2 separate regions of the Anser cygnoides genome follow, and region 1 is linked to region 2. A link is a contact called in public Hi-C data. All regions are on one chromosome and are shown on one strand. The core of a region is the stretch at or near the end of the contact, and the rest is flanking DNA. Distances in the headings are between cores, read along the strand shown. Region 1 holds the start of SLC19A1 (solute carrier family 19 member 1). Region 2 holds the start of NDUFA10 (NADH:ubiquinone oxidoreductase subunit A10).

What was found. A called contact is a pair of places that touch in the nucleus more often than the background predicts.
Region 1: a Hi-C map of granulosa cells shows a contact between it and region 2, with 2.1 times the contacts expected there. The contact joins the promoter of SLC19A1 here to the promoter of NDUFA10 in region 2. A contact is called at or near these places in 2 of 7 Hi-C or Micro-C datasets (granulosa cells and liver).

Annotation. Positions count from the first base shown.
Region 1 is chr6:13,208,980-13,215,358 of Taihu_goose_T2T_genome, forward strand. SLC19A1 (solute carrier family 19 member 1) reads right to left here and starts at 4,971. Exons shown (of 6, transcript XM_048055553.2): 1 at 4,869-4,971; 2 at 2,182-2,498; 3 at 828-1,575; 4 at 418-610; 5 at 160-301; 6 at 1-70. The coding sequence starts at 2,415. It overlaps PCBP3 (poly(rC) binding protein 3), which reads left to right and starts at 5,116. Exons shown (of 15, transcript XR_010832613.1): 1 at 5,116-6,379.
Region 2 is chr6:13,078,236-13,084,760 of Taihu_goose_T2T_genome, forward strand. It overlaps NDUFA10 (NADH:ubiquinone oxidoreductase subunit A10), which reads right to left and starts at 4,941. Exons shown (of 10, transcript XM_066999341.1): 1 at 4,902-4,941; 2 at 3,490-3,681; 3 at 2,665-2,880; 4 at 870-956. The coding sequence starts at 4,941.

The DNA of each region.
Region 1 (6,379 bases), core at 3,721-6,220, 130 kb after region 2:
CGCCCACACCGATGGCCACTATCAGGTAGGCTGCTGCCAGCAGCGTGAAGTAGCCGAAGTACACGTAGAACTGCAAGAGAGCGGTGCCTGCAGCGAGCCCCGCGCCTCCTGCACCCCTCCTCCCGTGCCATGGGACCCCTGCCCTCCTCGGTGCCCTACCTGGGGATGCACGGAGAGGCCCAGGCCCCTCTTGTCGGCCACGATGATGGTGATGATGGTCTTCAGCACAGTGCCAAAGAAGGTGTTGACCCCAAAGACGAGCGCGCAGAGCTCTTTGGAAAGGGAGGTAGCAATCTGGAAACTGGGAGATGGGGAGGGCGGTGAGCACTGGCCCAGCCACCAGTGGGGGATGGCAGCAATAACCGGCCCCCCCACACACCCCAAAACCCTCCCAGGAGGGGTCAGGGTACCACGCACATGGCGATGGGCACCAGGAACTGGTAGGAGCCGCGGAAGAGGACGTAGGCAGCGTAGCACAGCCAGATGTTGCTGGTGGTGTTCATGAGCATCAGCAGCCCCGCCTGGACGGCCGTCACCAACCCGATCACCAGCGCCGACCACAGCGCCCAGCGGATCTTTATGTGGCCGGCCACAAAGGAGGCGATGGCCCCTGGGGGATGGGGGGGGGGGGAACACACGCACAGGGGACACCGTGAACTCCCACCCCCACAGGATGCTGCTCCTGCATCATGCCCTCAAGCCTACCGCTGCCACCTCCCCGATACTGCACTGCGTAACGCAGTGTTACGACCGCCCTCCCCAGGGCATGCAGCAGGATGGGGGTGCTCCCACCCCACGTCCCCCCCGGCCCCAAGAGGACAGCGTACCCAGCAGCGTGGAGGCGGCGTCCACCCCGCCGTTGTACACCCGGCGGTTGTCCCTGGCCGGGTAGATCTCGTTCCAGAGGATCTGCACGTAGTACAGCACCAGGTAGTAGCCGGCCGAGTTGAAGACCCACCAGCAGGACCAGAGCTGGAGCTGGGACTGCTTGGCCAGGGCGCACACCTCCCGCAGCATGCGGCACAGCACCATCTCCCGCCAGCCCCCCGCCGCCCCGCCAGCGTCCCCCCCGGCCATCTTGTCCAGCTCGGTGGGCGCAGCCCCGTCGCAGGCCGCCTCGGGCCGGTTGAAGAAGAGGCTGCGCTTGGGCCGCTCCAGGAAGAGGGTGAGGAGGAGGCCGAAGGTGACGAAGCCCAGGGAGACATAGTTGAGGGTGAGGAAGGGGACGCCGCCCAGCGTGACGCAGAGCTGCCCCAGCACCGAGCTGGTGAAGACGCCCAGGAGGACGGCGGAGCGGGAGTAGCTGGCCATGCGCTGGTAGCGGGACGGGGCGACGAGGGAGAAGATGTAGGAGGAGTAGGCAATGCGGGCGGCCATGGTGACGCCGTAGAAGAACTCCATCAGCTGCATGGCCAGGACGGAGGTGCCCAGCACCAGCAGCAGCCAGATGGAGATGTGGCTCAGGCTCTGCAGCACCAGCACTGGCTTGTAGCGCAGGTAGTCCGTCAGCAGGAAGATGGGCACCAGCACCGCCATGTAGGAGTAGCTCAGCACCGGCGTGATCACGTTGGTCACCTGCGGCGCGCGGAGGGAGGATGAGTGCGGGGCGCAGCGCCACCGGGCAGGAGACGTGGCCCCGGTGGGTGCCGCCAGCCCCGAGGAGGAGTGCGGGGCTGGGACCCCTCCTCGGGAGGAATTTGGCCCCTGTGCACTCGGCCAGGGGCCGGGCTGAGCCCCGGCCCCCTGCTGCGCCAGGAACACGGCGTTCCCACGGCGGCTGGGAGTGGGGCCAGCACCGCTTGGCAGGGGGGATCCTCGCCTAACCCCCTCGCTGCCAGAGGCCCCGACGCTGCCCCCTCCCTGGCCATGCATCTTGGGGTCCCCCCCACCCCCAGCTGGCACGGTGGGGGGACAACCAGCCCAGCAGTGCCCTGGCTCCTGCCCTGCCAAGCTCCTTGCACCCCAAAAGCACCTTCCAGGCGTGCAGGGGGGAGAGCAGCTACCCAACCCTGTACCACTGGGCATTCAGCCACCCTGCTCTCCACCAGCACGGCTCGATCACGGGGCTGAGGGCTGCCGTGGGATGTCCTCGGCACCCCACTCAGGTGGGGGGATGCTCTGGCTGGCCCCTGGGTGCCCATGGCCAAAACGGGGTGCGCTGGGGGGAGAAGCACAACTCACCTCCTCCTGTGTGAAGTTCTTGTTGGGCCCCAGCAGGTAGGGGGTGATGAAGCTCTCCCCGGGCCGGATCTGCGTCATGAACCCGTAGAAGCACAGGTAGAAGACCTGCAGCTTCCAGCGCTGGTCCGGCGCCGTCTCCGAGGGCAGCTTCTTGCCGTCATCCTGCTTGGGCATGGCGGCGGTGGCCTGGGCAGCGCTGCGGTGGGACGGCAGCTCTCGCCCCGGCACTGTCATCTACGCGGGCGCTGCCGCGCCAGGCTGCTCCTCTCCGGCCGCAGGCACTCCTCGGCACATCGAAGGACACGCTGCTGCAGCTTCTGGGGAGAGAGCAGCGTTTGGCACAGGATCAAACTCCTCCGTAATAGTAACGCAAATAAATACCACTACCTTCTCGCCCCGGGAGATGTTCTTGCAACATCGGGAGCCCGCAGAGATCAAAAAAACCCTTTATTTTTGCAGAAGGAGGCCCTCCAGTTCGGGCGGTGTTTTCAAAGCACACATAAAGATCTGACGGATGCACGCGTCGCGCTGCTCTGCAGTGGGGCTGCCCATCCTCCCCCACCCACGCCACCTCCCTTCTCTCCTGTTTTAAAGCCAGGGGAGTTTTGCGCCCTCCCCAGAGCAAAGCTCCCCTTCGGGCCGAGCTGCTCAGCACGTTTTCCCAGGGGCTGGGGAGGGCAAGACGGCCGAGCACCAGGCTCAGAGGCACAGAATGGGCAGTGCCAGCCCCAGCCGAGCACAAAATAACTGAGTTAACATGTGCCCAGCACGCGGCTGCCCGTGCTGTATGTTAGCTGGGGCTTTAGAGGCACCGGAGGCAGGCGGCTTCCCCTGCCGCACGCGGTGCCTGCAGGCATGCCAGGGGCGATGCTCGCCATGCTCAGGCCATCCATCGGCAGCGGCCAGGGAGAAGCGAGAAATGCCCTGGGGCTGTCACGAGGTTCACAGTCTGATGGAGGATTAAATGCTCAAATCCCTGAATCTGGCAGTGGGAAAGCAGGAGGCCCGATTAGCAGTCACGGGATGGGGCTGGGGGAGGCAGGGCCCTGGATGAGCGTCCGAGCTTTTGGAAAGCACGTCCAGGAGCTGCTTTCCCAGCCATGCTGTCCCCAAAGAGCCCACTCGTTCCATCCCATGCGGCCCCACAGCTCCCCAACTCCCCTCCTGTAACATCCCTGACCCCAAAATGCCCTTTCCCTGCCTGCTTTTGTCTTCCTAGAGGCGGGATTTTGCTACTTATTCATCTTCACCACGAACACCCGTGGTTCCCCTTCCTTCCGGCCTTTCAAACCCAAACAAGGGAGGGGATGTGCAAAACCGAAAAAGAAGAGGGGCCTGCAGCTACCCGGGCTGGGGGTGAGGTTCCTTTCCCCTCCTCGCCCCCGCAGCAGACGCCGTGCTCGGCCGGAGCCAGCCCCACGCCCCGGTGCCCTCGCAGCACCTCTCCCTCTCTCCCACGCCTCACCGGCAGCACTCGTCGAGCGATAAAAACCCACATGCCACCGGACCAAGGTCTACGAACCCGATGACCCATGAATTGTGGAACGACCGATCGCAGTTGCTCAAACACCCTGGCCCCAAATACCCGCGGGTCCGCAGCCCGTCCCAGCCCGTGCCGCCCTGCACGGCGAGGCCGGGGCTTGCCCCGCTGGAGAGGTCCCGACGTCGGCACCAGGACTCGCCCGTCGGCCGCGTTCCTGTGGGTTTTCGGCGCTGGTGACTCAGCACCGTGCCCAGACCCCACAGCTGTGCAAACAGCCCCTACCTACCTCTTACACAGGCACACGCGCAGCCCGGGGTACGCCGTTAATCTCAAGCAGACGCAGAATTAGGAAAACTAAGCCGGCGGCACGGCAAGCCCTCGCTTGCTCCGGCACGCCTGACGTTCCTCGAGGGATCAGCGTGTTTCCTGAGGCCCACCCGGTACCCGGAGCCCAGGGAGCGGGGCTGGGGCTCGCAGCGCGGCGCTCCAACACCCACAGCCCGCCAGCGCCCGCGCCACGCCGCGCACGGCGGGACGGAGACGCGGAGGGCAAGGGGCGAGTGGCAAAACCCCCCGCAGCGCCCGCCCCGCGTCCCCAGCGCCCGGGCAGCCTGGACTCTGCCCCGGCTCGCGCTCGTCACGGCGCTGGGCTGCCGATGTGGCCGGCCACCGCCTCCAGCACCCGCTGCCCACCCCAGGGGGCCGCTTCCCGCAGGGAGCAGGTGCTGGCCGTGCGCCTTGCAGGGGCTGAGCTCCGTCCGGGAGGATGCTGGTCCCCTTGCGCTGACTGCCCGCACCCGTGCCACCGTCCCCGCGGGGACGGCAGGGCGCACGGACACCGCTCCGCGCAGCCCCCAGCCCCGGCTCCATCCCCCCAGCGCCACGCACCAGGGGGCCCCGCGGGATGCTCCCGGCTCGGGGGACCCCCAGCAGCCCCCCCCCCCCCCCGAGCCAAGCGGCTCTGCCCGCAGGTGCAGGGCCGGCAGGAGCCATCGCCCGGTGACCTTGGCCGGGGGACACGGGGGGTACGGGGGGCACGGTCCGGGGGAACCTGCGCAAGGGGAGAGGGGAAAGCTCCCCCCAAAGCCCCCGCCGAGGGAACCCCTCTGGGGCGCTCCGTCGGGGCAGGGGGGGCTCCTTCGGGTGACGGGGGGGATTTGGGGTGCGCGAGGGAGAAGAGGACGATGGGGGTGCCCGGCCGTACCTGCGGGGCGGCGGGCATGGGGGCGGCGGGGCCGGCCCGCTGCCGCCGGAGCGCGACAGGAGAGAGGAGGAGGAGGAGGAGGAGGAGGAGGAGGAGGAGGATTTGGGGGTCCCTCGGGAAATGTAGTCGCGCCCCATGTGCGCGGCGGCGAGCGGACTACAAGCCCCAGAGTGCAGAAGGCAGGAGGAAGGGGAGGAGGAGACGAGAGGAAGAGGAGGAGGAAGCGGGAGGGCAGGGCTGCCCTGTCCCCTCCCCACCGACCGCTGCCCCCGGGCCGTGCCGCCCACCCGCCGCGGCCTCCGGGCTGCGCGTGGCACACCGGTAACCCTATAAACGGGGCTATGTGCGAAGCCCCATCCCTGGCAGCGTCACCCGGAGGAAGCCAGAAACGGGCATTTCCCAAGCGTTGCCCCCCGCGTTGCCAGCCTGCGGGACAGCCCTGCCCGCGCTGCTGCCCCCAGCAGCCCCCAGGGGCATCAGGGGGGTGAGACCCGGGTGTCAGCACAGCAGGAACCGAACCATGGCCCTGCACCGGGCCCGGAGGAAAGAGCACGCTTAGAGGCGAACGAGGAGGAGGTGGAGACCCCCCCCAGGAGCAGGACCCGGGGCTGGTGCCCCCCTGTGCCCCCTCTCCCGGGACGTGACGCAGGAGCGAGCCGGAGAGCATCCTCCCGCCCCCTTCCCTCGCAGTTACTCTGCCAGAAGCAAATGCGACCTGACAGGCCTCGGCTACTCCGCTGAAATATTTATACCCCTGCACCCGCCTGGCAGCACGGAACTGGGGGCCCAGGCTGGGCATTGCTGCAGCCCCCCTGCCCTGCAGCACCCAGCCTGGGGGGGCAGACCCCCTTGCACCCAGGGGCCTCCCGTGGGGATGTCCCAGTAACCCCTGCTAAATTTAGTTGCCTAGCTTTTTTCCCCTCCTTTTCTCAGCCAAGCAGACAGAGCCGGGATGTGTTGTTTGGGTGTGGGACGTGCCGGGTGGGTGCATCCCCTGCCGGGCAGCCCCCGTCCCCTGCCCTTCCTGCAGCCAGGGCTCTGGCTTTGCCACGGTGCTGCGTGATGGCTTGAACAGCAGCCCGGGAGAAACTGAGGTTTGCACAGAGGCTTCCCCGGGGAGTTCTTGTTTTACCTCATCCCTTTGAAAGAGATGAGAGAGGCCTGTTGGGGCTGTTGGTTATCTGTAAGGGCCAGGTCCCTCCCTTGGGTGGCACCCCTGCCCGTGGCAGGGGGTTGGAGTTAGATGACCTTTAAGGCCCCTTCCGACCCGAGCCGTTCCATGATTCTTCCGTGCTGCAGGACCTGGGATCAGGAGCCCCCGGGTGCGTGCCCCCTGCACCAGCCGGGGACACAGCAGCACCCTGGGGACGCTGGTGGGACCCCCTGCAGCACCGCCCGTGCCCCCCACCCACTCAGCCCAGCGGCCGGCTCTCAGCAGCATCGCCCCACCACCGCCAGCTCCCAGGGGAGCGGGGGCACCCCCGGCTCCATCAGCACGGGTCAGCACCCCC
Region 2 (6,525 bases), core at 3,691-6,190:
GGGATATACCACTACTGACCGGCCCCCAGCCGGACTTCACACTGCTGCTGATCACTAAGCCTTGAGTCCAGCACTTCAGCCAGTTTTCAGTCCACAGAACTGCCCACGTACGTAGTCTATACATCATCAGTTTGTCAACGAGGAGGTTATGAGATACAGCATTGAAAGCCTTGCTCAACTCAAGATAAACAGCATCCATTGCTCTCCCCTTGTCCACCAATCTAGCCTTCTTTGAGGAGGTAACAAACCAGTGGTTACACACAGCTTCCCTTTCATAAAACTGTAACAATTATTCTCAGTCACCATTACATCCTTAATACGTTTGGAAATCGCTTACGGAAAGAATTGCTCAATCACCTTTCTACAGATCAAGCTGAGGCTAACTGGCCTGTAGTTTCCTGGATCCTCCTCCTCTCCGTTCTTGAAGGCAAGAATGGCAGTTTACATTCTCTGAGATTTAAAAGGGAACTGGTCATTTAAGTAGGCCAAATCCTGGTAACCCTTAATTCACCTCTCACCTACTGCTGCAAGATCAAGGTCTGCCTGAAGGACATCTAGTCTTCGTAAGCATGCTCACACACATTTCCAGGGAGTCTCTGGCTGGCAAGACACAAGTAAGCAATACAAAGAATATATCTTCTTTAACATATATGCAGAACTGAAGCCGTGAAGAAAGACTGGCAAGTAGCATGCATTGAGGTTGGTCTTCAATGCAAGGAACACCAAAATGCCAAGTACCTCACGAACAACTACAAATATTTAAAGAGGTCAATCTTTCCAGCAGGTTATTATTTTTTTTAATACTAACTACCTCACTTCTTGATGAGATTATGGCAAAATAACTTACTTTTTGCACGCAAGTAACTTACATCGTTTGTGGATATAGCCTTGTTTAAACATGGCATCCAAAAACACAAAGTCACTGTAGGGAGAACGCTCCATCACCACGCCTTGTCCTGCAATTGAAAGTAGATTTCAATCATGCAAGGCTCAAGAAAGACTCTTGGCAACAATATTCAAAATTAAAGACAGTGATATTCTTATAAGAAAACCTTCAGAAATTTGACTAAAAGATTTTAAATAAAACAAAAAAGCAAGAATTTTCTGTTTGCACAAACACAGTGCATGTGCATTCTAAAAATGCCTAATACACAAATTCTTGTTCTGTGCCTTCACTACAGTAACTAAGTATTACTATATTTGAGCACCCCAGTAACACTTGTGTTTGGCACGCTTTCTAGAATTCACACCCTTTCTCCTCTTTACTATATTGATGATTTGGATGAGGGAATGGAGTGCACCCCCAGTAAGTTTGCAGAGGACACCAAGTTGGGGGGAACTGTTGATCTGCTGGAGGGTAGGAAGACCCCGCAGAGGGACCTGGACAGGATGGGTCGATGGGCAGAGGCCAACGGGGTAAGGTTCAACATGGCTAAGTGCTGGGCCCTGCACTTTGGCCACAACAACCCCATGCAGCGCTACAGGCTTGGGGCAGAGTGGCTCAAAAGCTGTGCAGAGGTAAAGGACCTGGGGGTGCTGACTGATGCTCTCCTGAACATGAGCTGGCAGTGTGCCCAGGTGGCCAAGAAGGCCCATGGCATCCTGGCTTGTATCAGGAATAGTGCAGCCAGCAGGACCAGGGAGGTGATCGTTCCCTGTACTCAGCTCTGGTGAGGCCACACCTCGAGTGCTGTGTTCAGTTTTGGGTCCCTCACTACAAGAAGGACATCGAGGCCCTGGAGCATGTCCAGAGAAGGGCTACGAAGCTGGTGAAGGGCCTGGAGCACCAGTCCTATGAGGTGAGGGACTGGGGTTGTTTAGTCTGGAGAAGAGGAGGCCCAGGGGAGACCTTACTGCTCTCTAGAACTACCTGAAAGGAAGTTTTCTTCTCACTGGTAACTAGTGATAGAACCAGAGGGAATGGCCTCAAGTTGCACCAGGGGAGGTTCAGGTCAGAAACGAGGAGACATTTCTTCTCAGAAAGAGCAGTCAGGCACTGGAATGGGTTGCCCAGGGAGGTGGTGGAGTCACCATCCCTTGGGGTGTTTAAGGAAAGGTTGGATGTGGTGCTTAGGGACATGGTTTAGTCGGTGACGGTGGTAGGGGATGGTTGGACCAGATGACCTCGGAGGCCTTTTCCAACCCTTATGATTCTATGATTTACATTTTTTTTTGGAAAACACTTATTAAAGCACAAGCAACAGGTAAGTCAGTGTTGAATGAGAAAACTTTTCACACCAGAAACATTCTGGAATTACAGCAATACCACCATAAAACAGTATTTATGGAAATCAAAATGACTGAACAAAAATGCCATAAGCAACAAAGTACAGGGAGAGTTTTAAAAACGGCTGTAGAATTCACAGCTGTCTCAGTATGCTTAAGATGGCCATTTTAATAGAGATTGCCCAATTACAATTAATAAAACTGGTAATTGATAACCGATACGCATTCCTTTCGCTAGAAATGATACAAGATGCTGTTCTAACACAAAATACACGAGGTATTTTTCTAAATGGACTGTTAACCCATACTCAGTAAGAGGGTCTCCATTTCAAAAATGCCGACGCTAGCAAAATACTTCAAAACAGCTTAGCTATCTCAAGGTCAGAGCTTTCACTCAAGTTAATATAAAAATGAAATTTATTTACTGTAAAATCTAACCTGTGGACAGCAGATGTTCCAATGCATCAGCATACTGTAAAACACGGTTACCAAACAGCCAAGACTGCAGTCTGTATGAGTGTCCATCAGGGCATTTTGGATCGTTGTAAAATCTCTCAAGGTTACAGAAACCATTAAATTTCTCATCCAGCAATGTTCCGTCTCCTGTGATTCTGTTTAGATAATGGATATCTGCTTCTGGGAAGTATTTCATTCCTGACAAAAAAAAGAAACCCCAAACAGAACACCAAAGTAAGTTTTGTTTCTTTACAGTAAGTATCTCCTAGTCAGTTCATTTAAGTACATATGTCTGCTTTAATCTGTACTTGAAAACAGCTCAAAATCCTATGGCCAGCCACCTCAGAGAAGGGGGACAAATCATAGTTATTAGGTTTTATTATTGCTCCACCTCCACGATGAGAGGTGAGCTATCAGTTTCAGCAGAACTTTTTTTTTTTTGCTACCAGTCCTCTATTCAACATGATGCTCTGAGTCCGCACGCACAGAAAACACAACCTACAAACCTCTTAATGTGCTCAGTGACCTAGGAGCTCAGATGAGCAAAATGACCTCATTAGAGCTAAGATCTCATTCACAACAAACAATACCTATTCACTCCACAGATACAACAAGCGCCCTGTCCTCATCTCAAAACTCACCAACATTTTATTCTGCCTTTATCTAGATACCCTTCACATTAACTGCAGCATTACCTAATAATTTCCTAGTCAAGAATTGCTGTTTTGGTGAACTAAATTCCTTCACACAGGAATCACAATTACACTATCACATTATATTAAATATTACAAAGAAAGTAAGATGTACCTAATTTTTCCGCTAGTTGTTGTGCGAGCTTGCCCTTCCCAGAACGTAAGCTGCCCTCCACTGTAAAGATTTTGCTATATTCATTGAGCTTTTTAGAAGTTTTTTCTCCCAATATGTAAGCCAGCCAACCATACTGCAAATTCCGTGTAGGGCTGATGTGAATTCTTGCCTGAAAAAAAACACAGCAATAAAATTAACAGATTATGTCACTCTTAACCAAATGAGGCATGCTGAAAGAGCAGATTTTTCAGACCTGCGCAGGCAGGAAGATAAGTACACACATCTAACACAAGGAATTTTCATACAGTGCAGTGAGCGCTGCTGTTGCAGCTGAAGCAGTACGTAGGCTGAAAAGCTATTCACAAAATGCAATACTGATAAGCCAGAAAACATGAAACAAATCCCAGTGTGTTTAAAGCTTGAGGCAAGGGAGCTCTGCCAAGACTCTGGTCTGAATCTAAGGAATTGGTGAAGCTTCTCTGACTTACTGAAGGCCACAGTCACTTGACGTGCCCTGCATTCACAAGTGAAATCCTACAGCAGGTTTTTGTTTGCATTTTTGTTCATTGTTGGGTAGAGATTAGCATTAGACCTTCTCCCAGCCTCTCAGGGAAGAAACAGCTGCAGCACTGCACGAGACAGCTCCCGAAGGTAAAGGTGCACAGAAACACGCACCTGGCCTGCGGGAGCTGCCTGCGGCACGCTGCCGAGCTCCGCTCAGCCAAGCACAGAGCCGCCCGCAGACCTCAGCGAGAGCCGAACAAGCCTCCCTCAGGGCACAGCAACCACACAAAGCTTTTGATTTCACTCGGGATCTCCCCACTCGCGCCCCGAGGCCACCCTGCCGCGCTGAAGGTCACCGGGTCACGCCGCAGCCACATCTCCTCAGCCCCATCCCCAGGCCCTGCCTCCCCCCCTCCCCGCACCCCGGGCACAGCGGCTGCCCCTGCCCCATGCATGCCCTACACGTCCCGTGCACGTGCCCTACTACGTGCGCCCCACCGCCCTGACCCGCAAGGCGATGCGCATACGGAGCTGCCACCTAGGTGCCACTACGTGCGCCCACAGCCGCCTCCGCTTCTCCGCCCCCGGGGCAGCCCCGGGATTCACAGATTCACAGATTTCTCTAGGTTGGAAGAGACCTCAAGATCATCGAAGACCTAACACTAAGACCATATCCCTAAGCTCTACATCTAAAGGCAGGGAGTGACTCCACCACCTCCCTGCAGCCCGTTCCAATGCTTAATAACCCTTTCGGTAAAGAAGATCCCCCTCCCCCGCAACTTTAGCCCATTCCCCCTCGCTGTCACCAGGCACCGACCAACCCCCACCTCTTTACAGCAGGACGAGAGCTCGCCCCTGAGAGGCTGAACAAGCAGCTCCCTCAGCCGCTCCTCGGGCAGACCCCTCACCAGCTTGGTCGCCCTTCTCGACTCGCTCGAGCACGTCCATGCTGTAGCGAGGGGCCCCCAAGTACTCGAGGTGCGGCCTCACCAGAGCCACAGGGGATCATAGACCTGCTGGCTGCTTCTTATACAAGCAGATGCTGGGCACACTCGCTCATATTCACGACTATCCACCAATAAGGTCCTTCTGCAGCAGCCACTCATCTCTGTACTTGGGGTTGTTGCAGCCCAGGTGCAGGGGCACTTGGCTTGTTGAACTTCATGCAGTTGACCTCAGCCCATCGCTCCAGCCTCCAGCTTCAGAGCTCCTGCCCTCGAGCAGGGCACTAGCTTGGTGTCATCGTCTGAGGGTGCACGACGCCCTCATTTCAATAAAGATATTAAAGAGGACCGGCCCCAGTGAGGGGACGGCATCAAGTTGTGGCGGGGAGGTTTGGGTTGGATGCCAGGACGGGTTTCTTCATTTCTCCATCGGAAGCGGGTGCCCAGGGAGGCGGTGGCGTCCCCGTCCCTGAGGTGTTTAAGGGAGGCGTGGATGTGGCACTGAGGGACGTGGCTTGGTGGTGGGGCTTGGTCCACGGCTGGGAGAGGGGCTGCGAGAGAAGACAGGACACCTAAAGCGGGCACACAGGGCAGGAGAAGACCCGCCCTGGACACCCCGTGCTCAGTGCTCCAGGAAAGCCACCCTGGTGCCCACAGAGCAGGCAGAATGCCACTGCTGCTCTTGGAGGTTTTGCTGATCCTTGCCACAAGATGGGGCAGGGTAATGCTGAAGGAAAGCAGCTTTCCCTCTAACAGCCACCTTGGCTTGTCTCCCTATCGCTGCGATGTACTGGGCATCATCTGGGTTGGGTTTGTTTTGTGTCCCGTGTTTGTGAACAGGAACACCTGATAAACTGCTCCACTTCGAGAAGTGGAGAAGCTTCACTTCAGCTTCACTTTGAGAAGCTTTGCAAATAAAAAGATCAGGCAGCCCAGCCATTCGGACCTTCAGAGTTGGTAAAGATAAAACTGCACAGAAAGCTCTGAGTAAATGGAAGACTGGTTTTCAAACACTCGGCTCTTGGCTGAGCTTTGAGATCTTGGAAAGATCTCGATGAAACAAATGTGGCAGAAATAAGAAGGATCAAAGAAATTGGGGGGGTGGGGGTGGGAGCAAGAGGGACTGCTGTGCCCTGCACCAGGCATCCTCTATTGTCCAGCCCTGCTAGGCTCATGGCTCGGGTCCATCCCCTCATCCCCTCGCTTTGTCTGGGTTTCTGCACCCCATCACCCCATCACTGTTTAGTCTTCATCACTGGCTCCCACTCCAGCTCCCCACCCAGCCTCTTCTTGACTCCCTACCTCTGTCCCAGCCCCACAGGCCCATGCCGTGTCCCTGCCATGGCTCCATGTCACCCTGACACAGCCTGATGGTGACCCACAGCACCCAAAGCACTTCAGAAGAGAGGGATGTGAGGGGAATGGCTGCCAGGGCCCTGCGAGCACCAGTGGGTATTAATGGCCCTGACCAACTTCACCTGGGACCTCCACCCCCTGCTTGTGGCATTTTGGGTTGTGTTTAAGGTCAGTTCAGGCAGGCAGGCTCAATCTTTGGTTTTATCTTTGTGTCTCTCTCTGTCCCTCTCTA